Linked DNA regions of Zea mays: region 2 is linked to region 1. A link is a contact called in public Hi-C data. All regions are on one chromosome and are shown on one strand. Each heading gives the region's core, a stretch centred on a gene start, on an enhancer-like site or on the middle of the called end of the contact. The rest is flanking DNA. Distances are from core to core; before and after follow the strand shown. Region 1 holds the start of LOC100283502 (nodulin-like protein). Region 2 has its middle 87 kb from the start of LOC103629270.

Region 1 (4,716 bases), core at 1,278-3,777:
ACTAACAAATAATATAGAGCTGGCCTGGACTTATGCTGGCCCATTGAATAGCTTTTTTGTTGGTTCAAAATCTGTGTTATTAGTTAAAACTATAGGGATGACAGTAACACCCATGGATGTGGGCGGTGCCCATGGGTTTTACACCTATTGGGTGTAGGTTTAGGTGTCAAATTTCAACCATGGGTCTACACCCGATCGATCGATTGGCAAAATGATGGGTTAGGGCTAGGTGTGAATTTACACCGATGAGTGTCCAATGAACTTTAGAAGACTAACTTTGAGTCCTTATTTACCTATAATTTTGATCCAACCTAATAAAACTCTAGGTCATCTACTCATCTTCACTTCTTTAACAGGTCAATTGATATTGCATTATATATTATATGCTTCTAAATAATTATATGTGGTGTGATTTTAAAGAATTATATGTGTTTCTCTTGCTTTTTGTAGTGCTTTTGTTTAATTATTTACAATTGTTGTCACCCAACGAGTGTCCAACACCCAGCGAGTACCCAACGGGTGTGGGTGTAAAAAACCATCTATTAGGTATTATGAGTGCGGGTGTGGCTTAACCAACATAGAAAAGACATAATATATGTATAGGATGTAATCATCGGGTGCATGACCACTTTCAGATGATTTTCATGAAACTATGAGCATGGCAAGTACATGCTACCCTTGAGCTAGCTCGTAAAGGAGCCACACAAAGTAAGGAGGTTCCATCGATGGTACATGGAAGCGGCAAAAGCGGACCTACACTCCTTCATTGTAAAAGTTTTGGTGGACTCATTCAAGATGGACAATGATTGCCAAATCCTTGTAGATTTCCATGACATGCATAGGATGCTGCACGTAAGGACCTCGACCTTGTTCAAGTCACTTTGCCATGTAAGTTAATTATGAGTATCACTCAATTGTATCATTATAGGTACTTTAGGAAACAAGGTATGTCCAAAATGAGGTGGTATATCATGAGTTTATCCCAAATTTGGTAGAATGGTCACATTTCTCATGTTAGTACTAATTAACTAACTATGAGGAATAAGGTGGTGATGGATCAATCATTCTATTCCACAAACCAAACAAAAAAAGAAGTAAGAAGACGATGGACTACCTTATTTCTCAAACCAAACACCTTAATATATAGCTACTTGAATCACCCTTTTATACTTTAAGATTTAGAACTTGTATTGTTTAAATGTTGCGACTCGGGCACCATGGGCACTAGACTACATTTCTAATCTATCCTCAGTGTGGACATGTCATTATATTGAAATCTTTGGATACTCCAAAAGAAATCCAAAAGAAAGGTACGATAACTTCCATACAGCTCTTACAAGATGCACCTCGAGGATCTTGATCTCTTGATTTAAGACTAAAAAGAAGTACGACATCACAATAACTATCAGACACGTCTTCTCCGATATGTATGAAAAGTCGTATGTGGTATTATAATATATATATGCTCTCTATATATTTTAATTGATTGTGTATTATATATCATGCAGTGCCCCAAACAATCATCAGGGATAATATCATATAGGTACTACACTTGTGAGGACAAATTTAGCATTAGCTAAAAACAGCTAAAGGCTTATTCGTTTCACCCTTAACTCATATGGATTGTGTGGTATTGAGTCGGTTTAAATCCATAGCAAGTCAAAATCCAGTTCAATCTGTTTCAATACACTCAATTCATATGAAATTGGAATAATCGAACTAGACCTAAAGAGTGCACAAGACTAGTGGAAAATGGAACGAGCCAACCGTTGCAGACAAATATATATGGATCAAATAGCGGACTATAAAATATTACAAACCAAATACGCATATGACATGTGCAACTTCTTCGTGTTAACATAAATTAAGGAGATTTTTGGGCTCGGTTATAGGAGGAACACTCAAAGACCATCTAGCTAGTTCATCGCCAGCTATTACTTACTATATCAAAGTCAAGGTTGATGGGATTCTTAATTTGCCTTTCATTTATGGTATTGGCTATGTTAATTAAACTCGGTGTGTAAACTTTACAATAATAATTTTGGGCCCATGTCTTTTTTCTGCAAACTTCAAAAAAAATCCGTGTCAGAGAGACAGACAGATGGTAGATCTAGGAAGAAAGTAGAGTGGCTTATCGAAAAAGGTAAAGAAAGTGTAACAATAATGGGCAAGCAAAGCGCATTACCATACTCATCCCTCTTTGCACTAACAAATCCACGAGCTAGCTAATAACCGGATTATTCACATGTTTCTTAAGTGCAGCAGATATACCCAAAGTGCTAAGGCAAACGACCACATCAACTCTTTCCGAAGACACGAGGAGCTTGGATGGAGAGAGCTAGGAAGATGACTCTTGCCCAAACACACCAGAAAAAATTGTGATTCAGAGGAGGCCAACATGAAAAAAAAAGCTACACACACATACACACACACACTAGTCTAGCTAACTTTGGAACATCCAACCAGAGGAGGAGATCATGCAGCATCTTCATCTTTATATAAGGCTGCCCCCCTCCTCTCCTTTGCTATTCAGTGTAGCCAGCAGGTAGCTGCATCAGCTAGCTAGCTAGATAGACACTTAGACAGGCATAAAACCATCTCGGGCACTCGTTCCCTGCACAAGTGTAGGAGAGAGCTGAGGCCTGCTGGCCATGGACACCACCAGCAAGAAAGCCTACGGGGTTGCCGTCGTCATACAGCTCATCTACACCGGCATGTACGTCGTCTCCAAGGCGGCATTCGACCATGGCATGAGCACCTACGTGTTCATCTTCTACCGCCAGGCGGCCGCCACTGCGCTGTTGCTCCCCATAGCCATTGTGCTTGAAAGGTATAACAGCTCAACAGCCGACTCAACTTGACTAAGGATAAGCAGCAGCAGTCTACTCTGCATAATTAAAACTGCAAATTGCTTTTTTCCCCATGTGATGAATATATAATAGCTTGGTGAAATTGCTGATATCGATATATCTGTGATTGATTCGATCGCAGGAAGAATGCACCACCCATGTCATTCAGGCTGTTTTTGAAGCTGTTCTTCTATGCATTGCTTGGGTATGTAACTGACATTACATCCATCCAATCAGTGGTATCAGCAGCTTCCTGTTACTGAATACAACTACTGATGGTTAACACCATATTGTATACATATATGACATGTATGTATGTGGTGTCTCCTTTTGAACTTTTTGTAGCAACACATTGAGCATGAATCTGTACAACATAAGCCTCAAGTACACCTCTGCAACAGTGGCATCGGCAACGAGCAACTCTGTCCCTGTGGTCACCTTCTTCCTGGCAGTCCTGTTAAGGTATATACATAAAGCAGAAAAAGGAACTCATCATTAGCTAGCACACCTATGTCACTATTATGTTCATTCACATATATATTATGCATGCAGGCTGGAAGTGGTTCGGCTGAGAAGCCCGTCAGGCATGGCGAAGGCGGCGGGCGTGGCGCTGTGCCTGGCCGGGGTCCTGACCATCGCGCTGTACACTGGGCCGTCGATGAGCCCGGTGAACCACCACCGCGCCTTCGCGGCGCACCAGCAGCACCCCCATCCCCATGCCGATGGCGGCGGCGGCGGCAAGGGGACGTGGATCAAGGGCACGTTCCTGATGCTGCTGTCCAACACGACGTGGTCCCTCTGGATCGTGCTGCAGGCGTCGCTGCTCAAGGAGTACCCCAACAAGCTGCTGTCCACGCTGGTGCAGTGCGCGCTCAGCACCGCCCAGTCCTTCCTCCTCGCCGTCGCCGTCGAGCGGGACCCCGCCGCCTGGAAGCTGCAGCTCGACGTCGGCCTCCTCGCCGTCGCCTACTCCGTGAGTAGCTAGCTAAGCACTAGCAGCAGCAGTCGTATTAGACAGATGAATCGAAAGCAACGTACGACGATGAATTAATGTACTAACAATATATGCGTGCGTGCATATATGTGTGGTATGCAGGGTCTGGTGGTGACGGGCGTGTCGTTCTACCTGCAGGCGTGGTGCATCGAGAAGCGCGGGCCCGTGTTCCTGGCCATGTCCAACCCGCTGGGCCTGCTGCTCACCATCTTCTGCTCCTCCTTCTTCCTCGGCGAGATCGTGCGCCTGGGCAGCCTCCTCGGCAGCGGCCTCCTCGTCGGAGGGCTCTACAGCGTCCTCTGGGGCAAGAGCAAGGACCACCTCCACCAGGAGCATCAAGACGACGAAGAGAAGCAGCAGCAGCAGCCGAGCGCAGCAGGCGGAGACAACCAGAAGCAGCTCAAGGAGCAGTTCGCAATGGAGCCATCATCGCCACTGCGCCATCAGTCCGGATGATGAGGAATGGTCTACGCGTGTATGTGTGTGAGTAGGTTCTACGTACGTGCCTATGTCTTAATGTCTATGTGGTGGGTCTGGGCGTATCCAACTCCGATGCACATGGATGGTCTCTTGTTCGCCCGATGACGATCGTCCTCTCCTCTCTTCTGGACATGCATATTGCTTTTCTAATTGGGCCAAAATTGTAGCAGCTAGCTAGCCCACTGGCCGAGCACATAGCCCATCTGGGACGTATCGATGCCGCGTCGCTTGTATGTGCCGGTACATTATCACAATAGTCAAAAATTAATATAAAACAAATCTACGTGGTAAAAAATCACTATAACATTAATATTATATTAAGGTTGATATAAACATTTAATATTATTATAAATACACCGACTCAACAGCACAATCACAAAACAATAATATGTG
Region 2 (4,807 bases), core at 2,056-4,555, 200 kb after region 1:
CGAACTAATCCACCTTCGATGGACCCGGCAGCAGTCTCCTTCGGCATTTCCCAGTTATCCACAAGTGGCCACACTTTGTAGGCTATGTGCTCTTGGATTATGTCTCTTGTGCCAATGAAAGCATAGACATTGCTGAAAGCCTTTTGACACGCTTCGACATCACTTTCAATCGCCACCCTCGGCCTTCGAAGGCCGAAGCGAGACCAGATGGGGCGCTAGATAATTTCCTTAATGTCCTCCCTCTCAATCAGATTATTCTTAACATAAAACCATTCCTCCAACTAGGCCCCGGGCCACCTTTTCCGAAATGTTGGAACCAGGTAGCTTGCATTGGGAGGGGCAATGAATCCATATCAACTGAAGTTATTGTGATACTGTTCTTTGCCAGTGGCCTTCGTTTCGTACAATAGTTCGTGCATATTGCAAAAACACTTTGCGCTCGGTTCCAGCCCTTGGCTTCTCACAGCCCAAACAAACATCTCCATTCTGATTATAGCTTCGGGGGTAATTTGATGTAGAAAGATCTGAAATATCTTTAGCACTTCAACCACAAATTTGCTCAATGGGAACCAAAGGCCTGCCTTCATAAAGCTCTGGTAAACAACAACTTCATTTTCTTCAGGTGCAGGGGCGGTGCTGTCTCCTCCAACCCTCACAATAGACATGCCACGAAAGTATCTTCCCTTCATGGCGTCAATCTGACTTTGTTTAATGGTTGACTTTCCGAAGATGGTATGGCTTGGCCGCCAGAGCCAATCTTTGGAATCTTCATCTCCACTTTCCACATCAAAGTCATCACTGTCATTAGAGTCTTCAGATAAATCCGTCATTATCACCTTTGTGATCTTCTCTGTATTCGTTTTGCCATAGATTCATAAAACCCAGCAATAAAAGGGTCCACAACCTTCTTCTCCTCGGCCACCTATGTCACCTCAGACTCCTTCTTCTCCTCAGACATTTCTTCAAAACTTCAGTATTTCACGAAGCTCGAAAATCAAGCAAGAGCTGACCGCAGGAGAATTAAAATTTGAGAAAACAGTGCAAGCAACAGAAATGGCGTAGCAAATGCCGCTGCTGTGGGTTTCTATTTATACGCTTAGTGCATTGCAACTTGGCAGGCCCCACTTGTCATTGACTTTAGCTATTCTAGTGAAGGGAAGGTGTTTTTCGGACCTTCGCCTTAAGGCCTTCGTTCATGTCACAGTCTGAATTCGTTGATACAAGAACAAATTAATACTGCGAGGGGCTACTGTTGGAGGCCTTCGTCTTCCGAAGGTCCTCAAAAACACGACTAACATGCTTTCCAAGTATAATATATTGTCATAGGAACCTTCGTCCTTGAGATGATGGTGTGCACGGTATGAAAGGCGTGGTCTAGGAGAAGGATGAACCAGTTTCGAAGCTACGAATGAAGAAGCTTCGGCTTAGCGCAAGGGCAGCGATGGAGAATGGAACCGACCTAAAGGGGAATATACTGCCTAGTCCTCGACAGATTACTTCTTAGTCAGTAGTAAGTGTCAAGGACATGGATGTAATTTTACCCAGGCTGCGTCCTGTGCCTATAAATAGATGAACAGTAACACCGTACTATTTATGCTGACTTGTACTCATTTGCACATCACTCCTGGATTTTTACCTTCTGCCAAGCCAAAGGTACAAATGTAATTCAATATCATTAATGTTTGTTCATGGTTATATAAGGAGAATATGAATAGTCTAATGATTTATTATTATTATTCACGTTCTATTCCATATTTCATATGTCCCTGCCCTTATTATTACATGTTGTGATTATGAAGGTATGCCCTTCATAACCTTCGTCTGAAGATCATTATATCCTAAAGGAGATAATGCTTCGAAGGACGAAGGTCTTTAACCATTAACATTTGTGTTGCCTTGTTCTTAACTCATAGCATTTGAGAACAAGTCCCCAACAGCAGCCCTTACCTGTCGCGCCAGCTGTCGGTGTTTGGTACCAACGGTGCACTACGGGCGTACCACAAAGTGCTTTTGGTAGGACAACAACATCGATCGCAGCTCGATGGTTCATGCAGAGAACAACGGAACACGACGAGTTATAAAGGTTCCGACATCGGTGAGGCATAATACCCTATGTTATGTGGGTTTCTAGAGGTTGTATTGCTCTGAGTTCGAGGGTTTACAAGCGATTGTTGAAGGTAGGAGATGAAGGTGCCCTAGTGATCTAGCGGGATCTAACCTATTTGTAGGGGTACCTCCTCAACCTTATATAGTCGATCGAGGAGATGACCTAGTACAAATCAAAGCATTCATGCGTGTCTATCCCACTACTTGCTACGATCGCGCCGAGTCTTCCGGTAGCATGTTGACCTCTTTCGCAGATCTCGTGCCCGTCTGCATGAGCAAATCGAGTCTCGCGACATTTAATTAGCCTTTCTGACCCGGCGTGTGAGGGTTTAAGCCGACTGTCGGTACCTCTCAGTTGAGGCCCACAATACGTCCCTTGGATGACTTATCTGGGGCCTTTCGGGCGGCACATGAAGTAAGTCTATGCCTTGATGGCCCTGGGATATCCATCCCCCACATCAGAGCAAAGTGCGATGCCTTGCTAGCCTAGCGGTGAGAATGAACGAGTTGTCCGGATTCGAATGCTTATACATGTCTGGATTCGACTTCTTATGCTTATACATGTCCAATCGTCATTTACATCTTCTAGAAAACAATCCAGACCTACTCTTGCCACGATCGATGGGAGCATGTTGTTGCCAATCTAGACTGCTATTTGTTGCAGGGAGGCGACGTATGGCAACGTCCCGCTGGCCAGGAGCCTGGGTTCGCTTGGTGGCACAGAAAAACTGAAAAAGACCTGCATCATTAGACCCACGTGGACCAATTCAAAATGTTTTATGGTTGATTTGGTGACCCGGGATCCCGGGAGGATTAGAGGGGATTGAGAGGGAAATTAGTTTATTTCCCTCTCAATCCCCTCCAATCCTCTCGAGATCCCCTTGTCACCAAATCAACCCTTAGGAAAATTATTGAGGATTGTTGGAGTTATAACTTTTTTGGATTCATGCTTTTTAGAAGATTTTAATTAGTATGTTTTGGAATCTTTCTTTTTGTTTACTGCTGCGCCTGCCCCAACTTGCCGCCTAGGCCTTCTCCCACGCGCGAGCCTCCAACTCAGGGCACACACCAACAGCCAAACGCCAGCCTGGTCCGCGCACTCGCACATGGGCCGGCAATCACCACACGGAGTGCTCATTCACACCTGAAGTACCACGCCCGCGCTGGGCCAGCGCTGTGCCATTGCCTTGGGCCGTCGGCTACGCGTAGTCTGGAGCTCCAGCACCCACGCAAGGCTAGCAGGCTACTCGGCCGCGTGCGCGTCATGGGCTCATGGCCACCAGGTTCGCACGCAAGACACAATTTGCTTGCACGTCATGTAGCTAGCCTGTAGCCCTGTACAAGTAAATGACCGGCCATCCACTCGCACTAGTGGCTATCATTTTTCTTTTCCCTTCAGACATTTTCGCTATCGCAATATGTAAACATCTCGCATGACATTTCTAAGAAACTCCGAATTTTGTCTTGAAACATAGTTTTGTACCTAATTCCTCCTAAATTTTGTACCGAAAACTAGTTCCATGGACACTACCGACCATATTGTTGAGAATTACGTTACCACGGATCATCAGATCCGCTCCATTCCCTCCCGTCAACAGATTAGGCGCGAGAAGATGTGGAAGACCTGTATCCCTTCCCAGAATCATGACAGTGAACACACGAGATACAAGATGTAGGATTGGACCTCTGGCCTCTTTCTCTTCTCTGTATTATGAGGGGTGTACATGTTCCTTATATAGAGATGTGAGACCCCTTAGGGGCAAAGCAGGTATTTGCCCACATAACCCTAACTAGGGTTACTTAACACTCTCCCTTGGGTGAATACCGCGACAAATACATGCCTCGTTAAAACTCCGAAAAACCCAGTGGGAAAAATATGGAGAAAGAATGCATGGTGATACAAATTGTATTTGCACTTTGTTGCCTCGTTAAAAACCTCATGTGAGAAACTTCAAAAAAACTCACCAAGGAAAAAAGAGTACAACAGTTGTCATCGGAACAGATTTTGATCCTCTGGGATCTAGATTCTATCAAATCTTCTACAAGGGCTAACTTTAGAAATGTGCTCCCCTGATCCATGCAAAACCGTATCAATAAGGCAAAACATCTTCTTCTGAAAGTATATGCACATAAAGATTTAGCAAACGGATTGCATATCCTTGCAAGGACTATTTCAGGAACTTTACCTCTACTCACTTCTAGGATATACAAGGTAAGTGCATGTATTAATATAAATAAGCCACTTTGACTGATGGTGTTCGATTGACTGGATCTATATATTTGATAGAAAGTTCCATAAAGGTTCACATATTGATCATCAAGCTGACGCCTTCAGGGCATAGAATATGACATTTATTGTCTCACGATTGTGATCAATATAAGCATTCCCTCCCCTGACGATGACATCTGTCAAAGTCGTTATCTCTCATAACTCAAGCATATTCTTCAAGATATATGTCTCATTGTTCACCTGGAATAACGAGAATGGATGAGGTTGGGGTGCTATCATTTTCTATCTTACACCACAATTTATACATAGTTGTGCAAAGCAAATAACATGTCCTTCAATAGTACTTAGGGGATAATATAGTTACAATAGTATATATTCTAAATATGACACAACGCTCCAGGCGTTCATCCATTGCAACATCTATGATGGTGTAACAAAAGTCCATCAAAGATCGTAATCCATCAGGGATTT

Evidence for each region. A called contact is a pair of places that touch in the nucleus more often than the background predicts.
Region 2: a contact with region 1 is called in a Hi-C map of ear, with 5 times the contacts expected there. The contact joins the enhancer-like site here to the promoter of LOC100283502 in region 1. A contact is called at or near these places in 3 of 25 Hi-C or Micro-C datasets (ear, endosperm and tassel).

What each region holds. Positions count from the first base shown.
Region 1 is chr6:48,306,399-48,311,114 of Zm-B73-REFERENCE-NAM-5.0, forward strand. LOC100283502 (nodulin-like protein) reads left to right here and starts at 2,528. Exons shown (of 5, transcript NM_001375357.1): 1 at 2,528-2,830; 2 at 2,992-3,054; 3 at 3,195-3,311; 4 at 3,402-3,822; 5 at 3,946-4,484. The coding sequence starts at 2,652. The coding sequence ends at 4,299.
Region 2 is chr6:48,502,461-48,507,267 of Zm-B73-REFERENCE-NAM-5.0, forward strand. No RefSeq gene overlaps it. Among protein-coding and RNA genes, the nearest start is that of LOC103629270, 87 kb to the right of the region's middle. Within about 2 kb of position 3,306, at least 17 of the 20 cell types and tissues checked have an H3K27ac peak or open chromatin away from gene starts, as enhancers often do. A contact at or near this core is called in ear, endosperm and tassel, where this site is marked.